Regions from separate parts of the Mus musculus genome. Here region 1 is linked to region 2. Evidence: chromatin contacts called from public HiChIP or PLAC-seq data. All regions are on one chromosome and are shown on one strand. The core of a region is the stretch at or near the end of the contact, and the rest is flanking DNA. Distances in the headings are between cores, read along the strand shown.

The links. HiChIP or PLAC-seq counts read pairs in DNA pulled down with a chosen protein or histone mark.
Region 1: an HNF4G HiChIP or PLAC-seq map of pancreatic cancer cells shows a contact between it and region 2. The contact joins the promoter of Zfp398 here to the promoter of Ezh2 in region 2. A contact is called at or near these places in 1 of 484 Hi-C or Micro-C datasets (CD8 T cells) and 2 of 115 datasets of contacts at active chromatin or transcription factors (memory CD8 T cells and pancreatic cancer cells).

What each region holds. Positions count from the first base shown.
Region 1 is chr6:47,833,836-47,837,829 of GRCm38.p6, forward strand. It overlaps Zfp398 (zinc finger protein 398), which reads left to right and starts at 1,826. Exons shown (of 6, transcript NM_027477.3): 1 at 1,826-2,085. The coding sequence starts at 2,062. It also overlaps a transcript of Zfp786 not described here.
Region 2 is chr6:47,593,633-47,597,436 of GRCm38.p6, forward strand. Ezh2 (enhancer of zeste 2 polycomb repressive complex 2 subunit) reads right to left here and starts at 1,398. Exons shown (of 20, transcript NM_007971.2): 1 at 1,262-1,398. It overlaps F830010H11Rik (RIKEN cDNA F830010H11 gene), which reads left to right and starts at 1,577. Exons shown (of 1, transcript NR_168258.1): 1 at 1,577-3,804.

The sequences.
Region 1 (3,994 bases), core at 576-3,075, 240 kb after region 2:
TTTAAGGCCATAGGCTTTTTAATTGACAGGTGATATATGCATACAATACACAAGATATTCTCTCTACACCACTGTTTTAGAGGATGAAACATTTAACAGCTTGGTGATGGCATCATTATTTTGAACAGACAGAGCTAGCCCTGATGCTTGGTGGGGCTCAGTTGAATGTGTCTTGCTTATCCAACCTTTGGGAGGTAGAGGCAGGAAGATCAGGAGGTCACAGTCATCCTTCACTACCTGGGCTACATGCCTCAAAAAGTTAAAGGATTAAGGATTGTTTAGTCATACAAATGTTCATGTTTCATATCCATAGGAGCATCTGACAACTAGGAGGGAAACAGAGAGTTTGGAAATTAGTCACCCACCCCCTTAAAACAGGGTTCCACTGTAGAGCTCCAAATGACCTAGAACTTGCTTTGGAGTCCAGGCTGGCCTTAAACTTACAGAAAGTTTCCTGTTTCTGCTTCCTAGTGCATGGATTAAAAGCAAGTACCATCATATCAGGCTTTATTCTTGCTTTCTAAGGCCTTTTTTTGTTTTGTTTTGTTTTGTTTTGTTTTGTTTTGTTTTTTGTTTTTTGTTTTTGTTTTTGAGACAGGGTTTCTCTGTGTAGCCCTGGCTTTCCTGGAACTCACTCTGTAGACCAAGCTGGCTTCAAACTTATACAGATTCACCTGCCTCTGCCTCCCAAGTGCTGGGACTGAAGATGGGCATCACCACTGCCAGGCCGAAGGCCACATTTAAAAATTATGTCTTTTAATAATAAAATCACTAATTATTTTCCTGAGGTCAATTATTTCTCTCTATCTCTGTCTCTCTCTTTCTTTCTCCTCCTCTTCTTTCTTCTTTTTCTAGTTCATTCCATTATAGTGATGTTCTAGTTTAGAGAACGGTAGTTTTAACTCCCAACTATGCACCATCTGACCACAGTTCATGCTCAAGTAGACTCAAAGTATACACAAGATATTGCTTTGTATGTACACTATAAAGACTCACAGTACACTCAAGTGGTAGTGGCCCAGCAGGAAGATCCCTATACTGTGGGGGCACTATAGACAGTCTACTGTTGAGGGCATTGAATGGATTCATTTCATTTACTGAGATAAATGTCTGAGAAGACTTTGGTTCATACATGTTTGAAAAAAGAGAAATACTGGAAAGTTATGGCTGTGTGATTATCTTTCTGCCACACAAGCTGTTAAACACACAACTCTGTCTTTTGTTGGTCCTTAGTCCAGATCCAGCAAATCTAACCACAAGCTTTATTTCTGTTGGCTCAAGTAGTCCACTTGTCGGTGCTGGTGAGTGAGCTCGGCAGAGGATCTGGGTTTGGCTCACAACTGTGTGTGTAGCTCCAGTTCCAGGTTATCCTGCATCCTATTCCGGCCTCCATAGGCAGTAGACATCCAAGTGTAGAGAAACATTTATACATATAAAATTAAAAGAAACAAATCTTTATAAAAATTCTACTTCTCATCCAAGCCCAAGTGAGACAATAATCAAAATAATCAGAATCTCTGGTGCCAATACAAGTCATATTTGTAATTTCTACGAACGATATAACTCCATCATTCCCACCTAGCTCACTCTGGTAGCCGATTACACTATCGTCCAGCCTGGACACCGCTCCCTGGCTCTTAAACTATGTAGCATCTGCTGGGTCTTCTCAGATGGATGGGAAACCCGAGTAGGTTGGATCTGCGTTCACCAAAACTCTTTTCTCAGAAGCTGACCTCTGGGAAGGCGCTCCGGATGCGGGGGCCGCCAGGGGGCGCGCTGTCCCGGGAGGACCGACCGGAGGGGGGCGCGTCTAGGCCGGCAGAGCGCCTGCAGTACTCGCTGCCCACAAAGCGCCAGCTGAGGGGCGGCTGCAGCCGGTGCGGCGTAGGCTGCTCGCTACTCAGCTCCTCTGCGTCCCAGCGCCCCCGGAAGCCCGATTGCCGCGCGAGTCCTGTCAGAGCGAGCAACGCGAGACCGCTTCTCGCCGTCTGCCGAGAGCACTGAGCAGCCGGGCCTGCGTGTGGTGGCGACTCCCGGGACAGGACCGGGCAGCGGAGGGCCATGGCTGAGGCGACCGCCGCTCCGGTAAGGGCGCTGATGGACGGGCGTCTCTGTCACCCGGGCCTCGGGGGAGGCGAGGGAGCTGGGGACGGCAGCGGGCCTTGTGGCCCGCGTGGGTCTGCGGCTGTCGTTTGCCCCGCAAGGCCACCGCGGACCGCAGCGCCGGGCGACGCCGCGGGACCAGGGTCTGCAGTTTCTAACCTACACGCGCCGCGGTGCTCCGCGTCAGCCCGCGGAACGGGGAAGTGGGCTCGAGGTGTTTTTGCAATCCACCAGCCATTCTGTACAGCCGCGAGAGCTGTCGTTGCTAGGTGCGGCAGGACAGTCACCTGCGTGGCGGGGAAGGTAAAAGCCAAGGTGTGTCCTTATGGACTGCGTGAGGACAGACAGCCTCGCGCGCCCGGGAGGGCAGGCTGTGGCGCCGCGGGGACCTTGGAAGGCCGACCGAGCGCAGGCTTAGCCAGTAGTGCAGTCGTGCGTGTGCTTGTTTGCTGCAGGCCTGCAGTGGGCCCAGCCGTGCATGCACCAGAGATGCCAGGGCTACCAGGACAACCCGCACAGTCCCTGCACACAGCCATTAAGGAAGAGGGGATGGTCGTTTAACAGAACGTTCTGATTGGAAAGTATTGCTTTTGTTTGCCACCTAAGAAGGCTTTGGTCAGCTCAAAGAGACTTTTTAAATAAGTCAGAAGTCAGGCAGGTCTGCAGAGGAGTAGATAGGAAGTAAAAAAGAAAGAAGAAACCAGGGGAGCAGCGGGGAGGGGCGGGGAATGGAGTAGAGGGGAATACCCTTCAAGTTTAATTTTCCCCCAACCCTTAAAAAAGATAGTAGAGCCCATGGTGTATGCTATAGGTATATGCCATGCTGAAAACTGTCACATACTTTTAGTTCTCTAGTAGTCATGTTTAGGAGGTTAAACCATGATGGTAACATGGTGGCTCACAGAGGAGTTTAAAATAGGAGAATCAGAAATTTTAGTATATGCTTGGCCAAATAGCCAGAGTGTGTGTCTTTAAAAAAAGAAAGAAAGAAAAGAAAAAAGTAAAAAAAAAAGTAAAAAGAAAGAGGAAATTAATTTCAGTTAATTCAGTGAAATGTTATTTAGCTCAAAGTATAAAAATATTTTAATAGTAATATTATAAAACTATTAATGAGATTTTAAACACAACACATCTCAATTGAACTGAGCACATTTAAAGTCCTCAATAATCACTTGGACTCAGTGACTTTGGTACTGACCAGGGCAAGACTGTTTTATGAAGAAGAATTTGGAAATACTGATATTTTTAATTTTAATTTTAAGAAATCTTTTTAGGGGTTATGGAGAGATAGCTCAGCAGTTAAAAGTACCAGTTGCTCTTGCAGAGGGCCCCGAGTTGATTCCTAACATTCACATGGTGACTAACAGCAATCTGTAACTTTAATTCCAAAGTATCTGATGCCCTCTTCTGACCCTTGAGGGCACTGGGCATGTAGATGTTGTCACATATTTACATGAAGGCAGGATACAGATACACATAAATAAATCTAAATGATTTAAAAATATTTTTATTCTTTGAAAATTTAATAGAGTGTATTTTGACCATTTCACCCTACTGCTCCTAACTCCTCTCAGATTCACTCCTCCCTCCCTCATAGTGTCCCCAGTTTTGTGTCCTTTTTAAAAAATGATCCATGAGGTACTTCTCATATACTCCTTGGTGTAGGGCATCCACTGGAGTTTGGTTGATTTACCAGGGGCCACAACCTTAAAAATTGGGTTTTCTCTTCCCCAGAAGCTATCAGTTGTCTGTAACTCTGCAGTTATGAGTGGGAGCTCATGCCCCTGTCCCTTTCAATGCTATAGTGTTGACTTGCTTGATTTCATGCAGGCGGCCATAGCTGATAAGAGTTCATGAGTGCAGTAGTCCTGTCATGTCCCGAAGAAACTCT
Region 2 (3,804 bases), core at 148-2,647:
TTTTACTTCAGATGAATTTAGATTCTACAGATCCTGTTAATAAGCAAAGTAAGTTTCTTTGAATTGTGACAAGAATACACTCGAATTTCTTAGGCAACAAATGCCTTTTCTGACTCACCAAAGCTATTGTTCACGGGAAACGTGACCCACTAAAAAGAAACTGTCAATTCTACAGCGTAAACCCACATTTCTCGTGGGTATTTTATTTCGATCATCTAGTCTTTAACAACCTACCCCTGGAGATTTGGGGAATAATCACTGAGTAAATGACAGTTGATTTCGTTAGCACCTGTCACCATTCTCAAAAGCACACAAGTTGGCCAAAACAGATTTTGTTTTTCTTTCAGGTTTTGGTCCTTTAGAAAGTAGAACTCACAAGACATTCACCAAGTTTTCCGAAAGCCCGTGCTTTCTCAATTTCTCCCATTTTCAAAAAGTAGCCCTGAAGCATACGATCTGGTGCGTGCAAGGGGGGCTGTATAATGAAGTGAGAGAAGGAAACACAGCTGGACTCTTCCATCGAACTTAGCACAAAGCCAGTCGAGGACACTAGCAGCCCGAGGCAGTGGGAGACTCCCGGCTCTCGGGGAAATGTCAGCCGCAGGGCTAAGGGAGTTCCCACATTGTGCACGCAGTCCCGCCTTAGCAAGGCCCGGCGTTAGCCGGTCGCCCCCAGCAGGGCCAGGCAAGGACGAGCCCTGCCCACTCGCGCTCGCGTCGCGCCTCCCCACGCCCCCACCCGCGCGGCGGGAGCCCCGAGTGTCGCGTCCTCCCCTCCCCTTCCGAGACACAGTCTGTCCTTTGTCTGAGTGCAGACTCTCGACTCGGTCCCACCAACTTGTGTGTAAGTCCCGTCCTACCCGGGCGCTCCCGCCTCCCAGCCACACAAAGAAGACTTGAGGCTCAGCGCTGCCGGCCCCGATCGGCCACAGGAACGCCCCCAGCCCCGGCCAGGCGGGACCAGGCTCCGGGACAGAAGCCCCCACTCCCGGCCCCCGCCCGCCCGCGTCTGCCGGAATCCACAGTTCACTCGTGGGACCGCGGGGACCGCCACACACCTCACGACCGCTCAGAAAGCTGTCCCCTAGCCCTCCCTCCGCGCCTACAAAAGCGGCGCTCGAGTGAGACCCGCTTGGGCGATGCCGAAGACTGGCCAGGCACCCGCGCGGAGGTCCCGCGATCGCCGCCGCCGCCGCCGCCGCCCCGGGGCGCGTTCCAGATCCCTGACTGCCGACCACCGGCGGCCGACGGCGCGGACTACCTTCGTCCCGCGCGCCAGCCCGCGCCTCTCCCGCGCGTCGCCCCCAACCCGCCGCCACCGCCACCGCCGCCGCCGGGACTCCACTGCCTTCGATGTCCCACTGGGTGTCGGACGCGACCGGACCGAGCGCCAAACGCAGCAACCCAATCGCCATCGCTTTTATTTGGCCCCCCCAGCACTATCAAGCGCCTCTCCGATTGGAGGATGCGAGAGGGCGCCCGTCCAATCAGAGGGCCGAACGGGCTGGGAGCCTTCGGAGCGAGCTCCAGCCCTGGGAGCGCGAGGCTCACCAGCGCGTGCGCGAGTGACAGGGCTCGCTCTGAGGAACGCGGCTTGCTGGGTGGAAGCACCACAGTCGCTGTCTTTGTTCTTTTGCCAACGTGCGGTACCTCTCAGGAAAGCCATGGACAGGCAGGCGGAGGCCGGGCACTTGGCGGGACCCGAAGCCCGCTATGGGCAGGAGGCGGGGAGGTCGGGATGGCGGGAACCGGCCGGGGGGCGGGCCAGCTCTTGGCGGGAATGGGCGCTGAGTGGTTCTCGGGAGGGGGAGGGGAGGAGACGGGCGGGCGCCTGAGCCAAGTTTGAAATAGTTCAAAACTCGGGTTGGTAACGGTCTTAACCGCCCTCTTCTCCGGCGTGCCATACTGGGCCCGGGGTCCAACACTTTTGTTGGCGCCACTGAAAGGAAGGCGTGTGACCGGCCCCACAGGGGATTCAATGCGGGGCGGCCCTCGCTCCTCACGGAGAGCACCAGTAGGCAGATAAAGTTAGTGCGGTTCCTTTCGGCACCTTGGAGGCTTTGGCTAGCAAAACTGGTGCCTAATCCCCTGACGACGGAAGAAAAGGCGACCAGATTTCTCTGAAAGGCCTTCCAAGCTGCGTTTATGGTTCTTAGCACTTATCAAGGTTTCAAGTTGTTTATTAACAACTTTTGAGAGCAAATAGCTCACCCCATGTTTTCTCAGCAAAGTGTAAGGAGTTTGCAACATTTGTCAATGGCATCTTGGGAGTCAACCTTTCTCCCCGAGGAATAGAAATGAGCTGCTTATACAGTACGCAGCCCAACCCCCACTCCCTGTTCAGTTATCTGGCAATGAGGTGAATAATGGTATTTCAAATTTACTTTTAATAAGATGCATCTGAATGGCAAAATCCCACAGACCTGTGAAAACAGGTTCAATAGTGAAGAGTTCAGACTGAGAATTTGTAACACTCTGGAAGTTATGTATCTGTATTGGTCGTGGTTCTCTAGAGGAACAGGTTGAATGAATGAATGAATAAATGAATGTATTCATTCCTTCACTGATAGAATGGATAGAGAACTGAGAATGAATATGTATATAGATTTTCAGAATATATAGAAAGAAGGAATATATACATAATCCTTCACTGGCATTAGAGCACACATCTTCTGGCTTCCTTCAGCCAAAGACACCCAGGCTTGTAGACTCAAGAACTAGCGGATTCTTGGGTTTTCCGTTGGTAAACAGTAATTGTTGGACTAGCTGGACCTACAGCCTGTAAGCCACTCTAATAAACTAGTGTGTGTGTATGTAAGCGGAAAATTCAAGAATCCACTAGTTCAGTTCATAAGCTGGGATGCCTTCAGCTGAACTTCATTATACACCTGAAATTCGGTATACATTATACATTGGCACAAATGCCAATAAAGGAATGGGCTTGCCAAGTAGAGTGAGGACAAGCAGGTGCAGCTTCCCACCTTAAAAGATCTGGATTAAAAGTCAAATGATTTAGTTAAGAAAAAAGCCATCGTGGGTGTACCCTTAGTTTTTAGTTAATTCTTGGGTTTTAGTTAATACCCTATGTAGTCAACTTGACAACCAAGAATAGCCAGAGAAAAATACACTCATGTTCAAATAAAAATATATATAAAAGAAAAATATGAGTTACTCAAGAGTGCTCTATAATGTGACAAACTAGCAGTCAACAATATACTAACTTGTCCTGGTAAAAAAGCTATCCAACTACATCAACAACTTATACGTGCTTTTTTTTTTTTCTTTTTTTTCAGTAAACAATTTAGACTTGAGGTAACTGCTTATCTTGAACTTTGTGTTACTATTTTAAATGTCCTTTAATATTAAGTATTGATAACATTTTTATAGAAAAATCAAGGAATTTACATTAGTATATATATGGAGCTTCTAAAGAAATCCAAGAGTTGTAATGAAAATTGTTAGGTGTTTAGAAGCAAGAAATGTTAAATATTTAAACAAAACTGGTTTAAGAAAAGAACATTTTAGCCAGCTTCAGAAAAAGCACAAGACCTAGAATGGATGGGGCAACAAAAGTACTCCAAATAGACATGTACAATCTACATAGAAAACATAATTGGAGCTGAGAATTCTTATTTAAAAGAGTGAGCAGAACTAAGTGCTTCTACATTAAGTATGTACTTTTTTAAATATAAAGTCTAGGTTGGAATAGTAAAGCTGAATGAGTACCAGTGAATCAGCATTGCCTTAATTCTGTGATGACATTAACCAACTACAAAAGATAGTTAGGGTATAGTGATGGGCAGA